2 separate regions of the Oryzias latipes genome follow, and region 1 is linked to region 2. A link is a contact called in public Hi-C data. All regions are on one chromosome and are shown on one strand. The core of a region is the stretch at or near the end of the contact, and the rest is flanking DNA. Distances in the headings are between cores, read along the strand shown. Region 1 has its middle 25 kb from the start of spry4. Region 2 holds the start of ndfip1 (NEDD4 family-interacting protein 1).

The links. A called contact is a pair of places that touch in the nucleus more often than the background predicts.
Region 1: a contact with region 2 is called in a Hi-C map of fibroblasts, with 1.8 times the contacts expected there. The contact joins the enhancer-like site here to the promoter of ndfip1 in region 2. A contact is called at or near these places in 2 of 5 Hi-C or Micro-C datasets (embryo and fibroblasts).

The regions. Positions count from the first base shown.
Region 1 is chr14:6,790,711-6,795,531 of ASM223467v1, forward strand. No RefSeq gene overlaps it. Among protein-coding and RNA genes, the nearest start is that of spry4, 25 kb to the left of the region's middle. Within about 2 kb of position 2,616, at least 3 of the 8 cell types and tissues checked have an H3K27ac peak or open chromatin away from gene starts, as enhancers often do.
Region 2 is chr14:6,698,787-6,703,682 of ASM223467v1, forward strand. ndfip1 (NEDD4 family-interacting protein 1) reads left to right here and starts at 3,334. Exons shown (of 7, transcript XM_004076117.4): 1 at 3,334-3,622; 2 at 4,741-4,825. The coding sequence starts at 3,593. It overlaps LOC101167888 (poly(U)-specific endoribonuclease-B), which reads left to right. Exons shown (of 7, transcript XM_004076116.4): 7 at 321-675. The coding sequence ends at 575.

The DNA of each region.
Region 1 (4,821 bases), core at 1,366-3,865, 91 kb after region 2:
CGGAGCTGGAAGAAGCCAGGGTTAGGAGAAGGCTAACACGCGCTAACAACATTAGCCTTGTTTAAAAAACATAAAATCCATGCGGGAAATGTCGCAATCTGCATCTTGGCTGCACATAGATATGTGGGAATAACAGCAGCCTTTATTTAGTCGGGACACGACTGGAAACACAAATGACGTGATTGAACGGTTTCTAAGGACTGAGCGGCATTTCTGCTTTGAAAAGCTAACACACTGCCCACAAAGCCGCTGTGTGTGAGCTGACAGCCTGGCTCGGACACACAGTTCTCCTGAGTCCGGCAGCCGCTAACCCAGAGCGGCGAGTCGGAAGCTTCCCCCTCGGAGCGCATACGTACCAACCCCCCCCCCCGTCCGAAAACACAAAGCTATCACTCCGGCTGCTCTGCTCAGAGACACGGTTCCCTCGCGCGGAGCAGCCGGTCTGTCCTGCATGAGCTCCTAAGCTTTCTCTGGAGCATCGCACAGTCTATGCATGACGTAAACCAGAGCAGTAGTGACACACGATCGGAACGAACCATTTACATGCAACACGATCATCAATCGGCATAACCCACCCATCTCGATCGGATCTGAACGAGTCTGATCGGGGCAGAGTATTCTGAACGCCGTGTTTACATGACACATTTTTCTTCCGATCAGGCGTTCTTTCCGATTACTTTTGTCCATGTAAACGCAGCTAATGAAGATGAAGAAAAAAGGTTCAGCGCACTGTCTAGTGGGTCTAGATGACCCAACTCCCAATGTTAAAGTGCCTAGGATAGCACAAGGGCTACAGAATGTCAGGCCGATTGGTTAGCCCTCAAACATTTTTACCACACCAAATCTGGCCTTCTTTGCAAAAACTTTGGACAATCCCAGTTTTGAGAGTGATTCGGAAAATTAAGTTGCTCAAAAAACCTGGAAAAGTTCAGGGAGGTACAACGGCTGCTCTTTCATGTGGTTGTTATATAACAAAAGAGATGAAGACATGAAGAAGAAAACCTGTGCTCTTGTAATGCCTCAACTGCTCTTACGGGTGGATACGGGCCATCTGCGGGCAAATTTTAACATCTTTGTGTGTCTGTAGACAGAAAATGCTCATGCACATTTTTCCTAAGGGCATTCTGCAGATGACAGGTCGTTACGAACACTAAAACAACACATAAGATAAATAAGGGTGTGAGACACAGGTACGTCGTATGGCTTTTTCCTTTTCTTGGGCAGCCTACGGTTGTCCTACATATCACCTGCAAACCCTGAGTGTGCCGCTTTCGCTAAAGGTCGATAAGGAGTCATTACATGCATCTTATTAACGACAAGAGTGCCTGGTTAGGGCACTGTATGATAGCGTCACCCGTACGTAATAAGTGCATGTAACTTAAATTACCCTTGCAAAGGCTTCACGATACACTTACCACATGCAGAACAATGGTACTTTCCAATTCCATGATGTTCCTTAAGTGTACGGCATTAGCCTCAAGGAAACTGCAAGACACTCCTGTGCTCCTCTTAAAATGGAGCCCCTCCTCTATATGACCCTTCAAGGGCCCAGACAACCCAAAACCTGCAGCACCTTTATGGGTCAACCCCCTGTGACTCAGGCCTAAGTCCTCTAGCGTGTGTTGTAAAGTGTCTTCACCTTCTAACCTTACAGAGCTGACAAGAATATTTATAATTTGTGCCTCAGATTTGAGATGTTCAGAGTTTTTTAGTTAAATTACAATGAGTTTGCTTTGTTTACTCGCTTTGTTTCACTGCAAAGTCTGAGTGCATTCACACTGAGGCTGCACAGCACCAGGGTTCACTTCCAAGTACACCAAAGGCCCTCGTCTTCAGGAAAGCAGAGTTTGCTTGTTTTATCTGCACCAAAATTCAGGTAAGCACTCGCAGAAAAAAGAGACTATCCAAGATAAACTTAGGCGGAGGCCACACAGCACAATGTTGACTACTTTTGGTCTTCATCTTTACAAAGAGGCTTAATTCTATCAAACTCATGTAAAAAAAAAGGAATGTAAGGCATATAAAGTAGTTTTTTTCTTTATGACGTTTAAATTGTACATTCAAGCAGCTGAACCACCAACCTTTTTTGACAAGGTCTCAATAGTGAGACCTGGAAGGAAAAAAAATGTTTACATTCCCTCTTTTTTATGTATAAATTCATTTCAGAATTCTGAACGAGCTGTTTTATGCACGACAATAAAAAAAGTTCTCTGGAGCTTTTACCTGAAACTGATAATTCCCTGTATCTGACAGGGGAAAGAGGGCAAACTGGAGCTTGTGTGGGTGTTTGAGGACACAGAGGTTGAGGTGTGAGGAGCTGAAGAACAACCCTGACTTTTTCAGCTTAGTTCATCCTCCTGTAGCAAATGTGCAGCTGGTTAGCCATAACCTATTCTGTTTTGGCCCATAGGAAGCCAAAAAAAAATAAAATTCAAATACATTAAATGTTGTTTTACTTTAGAGAGTAATAAGTGTGGGGGTTTTGCATGGAGAAGAGGGATAGAAAAAAAGAGAGGACACAGAGGTTGTGTTTTGTCCGGCGGGAACGTGGGAGCTATTACACAAGGGACACTGGGAGGAAGGAAGGAAGAGAGAGTCACGGAGGGGGAATGGGTGGAAAAGGAGGAGTAGAAGGCCCCAATAGGGATTAGTGGGCCAGCTGCTCCCTCAGGGGCCAGAAATGAGCTACACTTTAATTCTGGCAGGAAGAGGGACTCCAAAGAAAGAGAGAAAAAAGGGAACAACTGAAAAAGGACTAATATGAGAAAGGAAGACCAAAGGAGTTAAACAAGGTCAAATCTTAAAAAGAGGGCAAGGCAATAGACCAACATTAAAATAAAAAATGCAATAAAATGCAATTACCTGGTCTATTTACGTAACAAAAAAGCAAAAACAAATAAGTCAAAAAAAATTCTAATCACAAAAAGTTGTTTCACATTCTGCATTAGTTTTCTCTGAGTATGCAGTTTGTAACAGATAAATAAAATACTAAAAACGTGTAACATGTAACATCACAGAGCCAGCATCTAATTGGAATGGTTTGAAAACATGTGGGTCAATACAAACTAAAAAATCCATAGTTAAAAATAAGTTGTGTTGTTTTTAACCCCACTCTGTGGGTAATTTCAACGCAGGAAAGAAAAATAAACAACTCAGTAAAAAAACATGTATAGGGTTAAAATTAAACCACTATAACCCAAATAATGAGTATTGCTCCAAAAAGTAACCCAAAAATATATCCCAACATGAATAAACCAAAGATTAGGTTGAAGAAATAACCCAAGTAGAGTGTAAGAGTTGAAATCAGCCAGATCCTGATGTAAAATTAAACCAGTGCCTCCCCCTTATTTTTCTTTCCATTCAGACAGATGACATACAAGAGGTCAAGTCTATTAAAAGAGAAAAGAAGGATGAGAAAAACGAGTACCCCCCCCCCCCCCCCCCCCCCGTATTTTAGTGCTATTTATTGTCAGTTTATTTCCGTTTTTCTTTATTATTCTCTGTTGTTTCTGAGTTTATAACAAAGCAATTTCCCTGTTGTGGGATCAGTTAAAGTTCTATCCATCTAAGCTCCTCATAGCAAGCATTTCAGATAAAGACAATATAAAATTCTGATTACGTTTGACAGATTCCTTTTCTACTGAAATGTGATTTTTGACCACCTGTTCTTCAACTATCCTTCAGTCACTGATAAAAAAAAGACTATCTTTTGTTTGATTAATCTTTGCTAGATCTGAAATAAACTGAGCGATTCCTTGAAGCTGCATTACGCAGCATTCCAAGCTTTTTACATACAGTATGTGGCAGAGAAGTGTTTGTGTCGACCGCAGAGACATTGTGAATGAGGTCATGGCTGACATACCACACAGGCTGCACATCTCTTTACAATCAGCCACTGTTTTTGATATCTCCATCAAGACGATTAGACAGCGAGCCACTCGAACATGCTCATTTCTTGTGCCAGGAAAAGGAACGAAGCCATCAAGCTGGAAACATTAACACTGGCCAAAACGCATTGTGAATAAAAAAAAAAAAAAAGACATTTTAATCGTTCTAAAAAAACCTTGAAACTCAAGAGTACGAAAGAAGATACTGAGATTTTTTCCCCTCGTCTTTCCTTCCTTCTGCTTTTTTGTCCTTTTTTTTTCTCCATATGGCAGCCATTTGTCTGGAGGAGGTCTGTCAGACATAAATAATAGGTTATGAAAAAACAGGAGGGAGGAGGGTGCTTTCTTTCTTCCTGAGGGACAGGATCTCCAGAGGCCCTTGTGTCCTTCATAGCAAAAGAGGGAGAAAGTGGGAGAGATGGATTGATTAAGGAAGGAGTGTGACACAAACTATACGGAGGTAGGTTGACGTGTGTGTGCTTTTTGGAATTACCGTGGATTTGGACGAAGGCAAACAACAGATGCAGAAGAGAACAGTTGTAAAAAGAAACGTTTGTTTTAAAGTTGGATAAAAAAAATGATGCAGCCTCACAAGTTCAGACAGCAGAGGGTGACTTTTATACGTTAGGTTGAGTGCAAGGCAGCGCTAAAGCCTTCCTAAGTTTGTGTCCACTGATTTTCATCTGAAACCAATTAGTTCCAAACCACGAAGACAACGCCAAGCCTAGTTTTTAAAAACATCCTCTCTTTCCTTATCTTCCCCCTCCTGTCTGTTCATGTGTCGGGCTCTGCAGCTCTCTGCTGGATCTAGACTGCGAGCGTGCACGCCAAGAATATGTGTGTGTGTGTATAAGTACGTGCACTTAAAAGCATCATGATTAACATTCGCCCCAATTCACTGAGGGACACGCATTCTAAGCCCTTCCTTCCTGCT
Region 2 (4,896 bases), core at 2,084-4,583:
GAATTGAAGAATAAAATTCTTATAATTGTCTGCTCCCTTTTAAACATTGCATCATATTTACATTTCTCACACCATCACCTGTACTCAGATTTGACCATGTGCAGTTCAGGACATTAGGACAATAGTTTATGTTCTAATAAGTGGCTCTCTTTCAAAAAAAATTGTCTTTTTTATTGTAGTATTTAAAGTTTTTTTTTTATAAAAATATTTTTCCGATTTTCTCTGCTTTTGCAGCAAGATTATTATTACACTATACAACCGGTATCTGTATCTTTTCTAACGTTTTTGTCTTTTCCCTGTCTTGTCATCTTTTCCTGCAGCCAGATGAGAACAAACACATCCTGGGGCTTCAGTTTAGCTGGAAGAATGGTATAAAGCCAAAGGGAAGCATCTTTATTGGAGTCAGTCCTGAGTTCGAGTTCGCCCTCTACACTCTCTGTTTCCTCACTTCCCCCAATGAGCGTGTCAAAGTCCAGTTCAGTCTTTATGACGTGGAGATTGTTTGCCACCATTACAATCAAAAACACATAGGCACAACCTTCCCTATGCTAATTAAGTACTTGAACCCCAAGTAACCTGATTAAACTTGATATTTTAGCCCTGCAGAGGTGCCACAGGTGTTGTTGTTGTCTTTTCATTTTACATAAAGAAACAATAAAAACCTCTTAAAACCCAGTTGGATTTGATTTTCTTAAAGAAAATGATCTAAAAGTAAATTGATAGGATTTTTAGGTGAACATTGTAGCTGCAGGAATATGAAAATATATCTCAGTCTGTCCCTCTGACAAATATAGACCTATAGGCCTACAGCTCTTTTTAAGGTGAGAGTTTTACAGACTGTTTAATTTGAGTCCGTCCAGCTCAGTTTTCTAAAAAATTAGAAATGCGATTGACAATCAGAATCAACAGACCAGTTTTTGGAGAAAAAGATCTTAGAAAAAAGATGAACTGTGAAGAAAGTGATGCAATTCATAATAATACTTGTAGAAGATGTTGAAAATATTACATGCAATATACAATCAAAAGGTAATATTAAAAATAAAAATTGGATTTCCCAATCTATGTATTTATCTGATGTGACTGAAAATGACATTTTGACTACAGTATACAAACTAAAAAACAAGACCTCAAAGGACAGTGACGGGATTGACATGAAATTAATAAAAATGATCATAGATTGTGTTGTAAAACCACTACATCATATCTTTAATCTTTCACTTAAATTAAGAATTTTTCCTGAGAGGATGAAAATAGCTAAAGTTATTCCTTTTTTTAAAAATGGAGACAGACATACTTTTAATAATTACAGACCAGTATCATTACTTTCTCAATTTTCTAAAGTATTTGAAAAGTTGTTTGTTAACAAACTAGACAGCTTTATTGAAAAAAATAAATTGTTAGGTGAGAATCAGTTTGGGTTTCGTTCTAATAGGTCTACAGATTTGGCTATAATGAAAATAGTTGAAGAAATTGCAACAGCAATTGACAAAAAGAAATGCACAATAGGAGTTTTCATGGATTTAAAGAAAGCTTTTGACACCATAGATCATTCTATCTTGATTTCTACATTATATGCATATGGGGTTAGAGGAATCGCCCTGAACTGGATCACCAGTTATTTAAAAAACAGACAACAAAATGTACAGTTTGGAGGTAAGAAGTCTGATCTCATGAATATTATTTGTGGACACCCACAAGGCTCAATTGTAGGACCTAAACTTTTTATTTTATATATAAATGATATTTGTGATATTTCTAAGTTGTTACAGTTTGTTTTATTTGCTGATGATACTAACTTTTTTTGTTCTGGGGATAATCTGAAAACCTTAGCTAAAAGTATTGAAATGGAAATGATAAAACTCAAAATGTGGTTTGACTACAATAAACTATCTTTGAATCTAACAAAAACAAAGTTTATGGTATTTGGTAATAAAAACAGAACAGAAGTGACTTTGTCCATTGACAACATAAAAATAGAACAGGTGTCTGAATTTAAATTTTTAGGGGTTATGTTGGATGACAAATTAACATGGAAATCTTATATATTTTATGTAAAAAATAAAGTAGCCAAGAGCCTTTTTGTTCTGAACAAATCTAAATATGTTTTACCATGTCATATTATGCACATGTTATATTGCTCTTTGGTTTTACCTTATTTTACATATTGTATTGAAGTGTGGGGAAATACATATGAAACTAATATAATGCCCTTAATTCTACTACAGAAGAGAGCTATTCGAATTATTCACAAAGCTAATTTTAGAGATCACACAAATGAACTTTTTATTAAGTCAGGCTTATTAAAACTTAAAAATTTAATTGAATTGCAGACCTTATTAGTTATGTTTAAAGCCAGAAACAGAGATTTACCAGAAGACCTACAAAAGCTTTTTATTTTTACCACAGGAGAAGAAAATCATAGGAGAAAATTTGATTTCAAACAACAGATTGCTCAAACAACATTAAAGCAAAAGTGTTTGTCTATTGCAGGGGTAAAAATGTGGAATTCCCAGGAGAATCAGTTAAAAAGTTGTCAAAATATTATTAAATGTAAACGCATGTATAAAGCTAAACAAATTAGTTTGTACAAACTTGACTGTTGAATGGAATTTTTGGAATGTATGTATTAAATGAATGGAATGTATTTACTGTGTAGTGGAACTGTACATTGTGAAATCTGAGCACAGGTGATGGTGTGAGAAATGTAAATGTAATGTTTAAAAGGGAACAGATAATTATAAGAATTGTGTTCTTCAATTCTGCTCCCTTCCAATCATGAAAATGTTCAATATGTAAGAGAAACATGTAAACATTTGAACATCAATTTTCATGAAAGGAACAAATAAATAAATGAAATGAAAGTTTAATGCATCCCACTCCTAAAATAAAAAAAAACCCTGAAAAACAAAACCATCAGCAGAAGTCTTTAAACTCATAAACCAGAAGTATTTATGCGAAATGTTACATCATTGAATGATTGAGACTTTGATCGGAACAGATGTGTATATCTAAAAATACTGTACAATATATTTTTAAAGATATTTTAATTATTTAAGGTTTTTAAGGCTTAAAAATGTAACGCTGATAAATATGTATGCCAGTTAATTTTTTCGTAGTTTCTGTAAAGAAAGCTGTAGAGATTTTTAGAATGTGGCTTTTATAAAGCTCATAAACCAATTTCGCAAACATAGCATTGCTCTGGAGGACAAACGGAAGTGACTCAACTTAGAATTCAAAATAAGATCAGAAAAAAGATGTATTTGTTTATTTGTTGCTACGAGAAACTTTCTTAAAATAAAAAAAAATAAAAACTGCAAAAGAAAAATAAAGAATAAGTCAAAAAGTTACACAAAAAAGCCAACAGCTTTGCAATACTGACTCTTAGTTCTCAATGTTTGTTGTATGATTTACGCCGCTAACCGGAAGTAGTTTGGTTATCACCAACTGTTAAAATCTTGACGAACATTGTTATCTTAGAGCAGCCGATTGCCATCGTGGGTTTTCGGTGACTACCGTTATATAATTTTGTCTCTTCTGTGTGAGGGTCAGAAATTCCTCCTTCAGTTGTTTATTCCGAGCCGTCTAAAGTGGAATGGCGGAGCCAAGCGCCAGATATCAGCAGGTATAATAAGATATTGTTATCGATTATCGATGCATTTACACAGTGAATCTGTTGGCAGGAATGGCTTATGGGTGTGTAGTAGTTTCCGGTTGTCGTCGTGGGTGCTAACTGAATTCGAAGATGGATGTCAGACTGTCAAAAATACATTTTCCCTAATGAGTCCCTTTTTTGTCCAAATTTAACTTAACAAGGTAACCTGTCGAAAACGTTTTGGGTTGTACGGTTTAACCGTAAGTGGTGTATTTCTCGAATTAGCCATAGTCACATGCTTATGCTAGCTGAGCTCAGCTGGTTAGTGGAAAATCAGAGTGGATAGGTTAACGAGGCCAGCTAGAATTATGATTACAATCTAAGCCTCTGTCTCAGTTGGTTTCCCTGCTGCATGTTATCTAGAAGCTGTCATGGTGACTATCATTGTGATTAAACGCTGTCATTACTGATGACTCATTCTTGCTGCGCTCGTCTTTTAAAAACACTAATGATGCTCCGATCGACCACTTAAACCGGAAAGACCGTCTTGTGTTTGCTGTTATTCGATCAGCTGATGACAATAGAATTGTTGATTTTTAGGGTCAGAGGACTAAAATTTGTCGTTTTGGCTAGCTGTGGCATATTTGACAAACTGCTATCAACTTTTCCTAAAATTGCCAAATAGATTAACAATATGAGACTAAAATGGCTTTAAATATAGTTACTGAACATGTAAATATTTTCTTAGTTTTCCACTTGTTGGTGTTTCCTAACATGCTTAATTATTTAACAATTTTTAGAAACATACTTAAAAAAATGTCAAGTAACTATGTGTGAAAGCAAACATATTGTTTTATTTTCATCTTTAAATTTTTTTTTTTTCCTAAGACAGGATGAAGTCTATGTTTGTGACATAGCATCCCGTTTATGCTTTCATCACAGAAGAAAAAGATAAATGTTTTTCATGCAGATTTTCTTTGCAATTGTCACTTTTTTTTGTACCCAAAGCATATTTTCCGTACCGTTTATGACCTGTTTTTAGCCATGTTGACCCTTGATGGCGGATGGAAATTTCTAGCAGTTTCGGTTCTGTTTACATTACAGATCTTTGGCTCAAACACTTGAATGCTGTTTTGTCTTGTTTGCAGCTGCCTAATGAGGACACTGAAGAGAGTCAACAGGAAGCAGCAGACGCACCGCCTCCATACAGCAGCATCTCTTTGGACAACTCTGGTAAAAACTCAATTTAACTACATATTTATGTAATCTTAACATTTTTGTTGTGATTTCTGGTTCTATTTTGA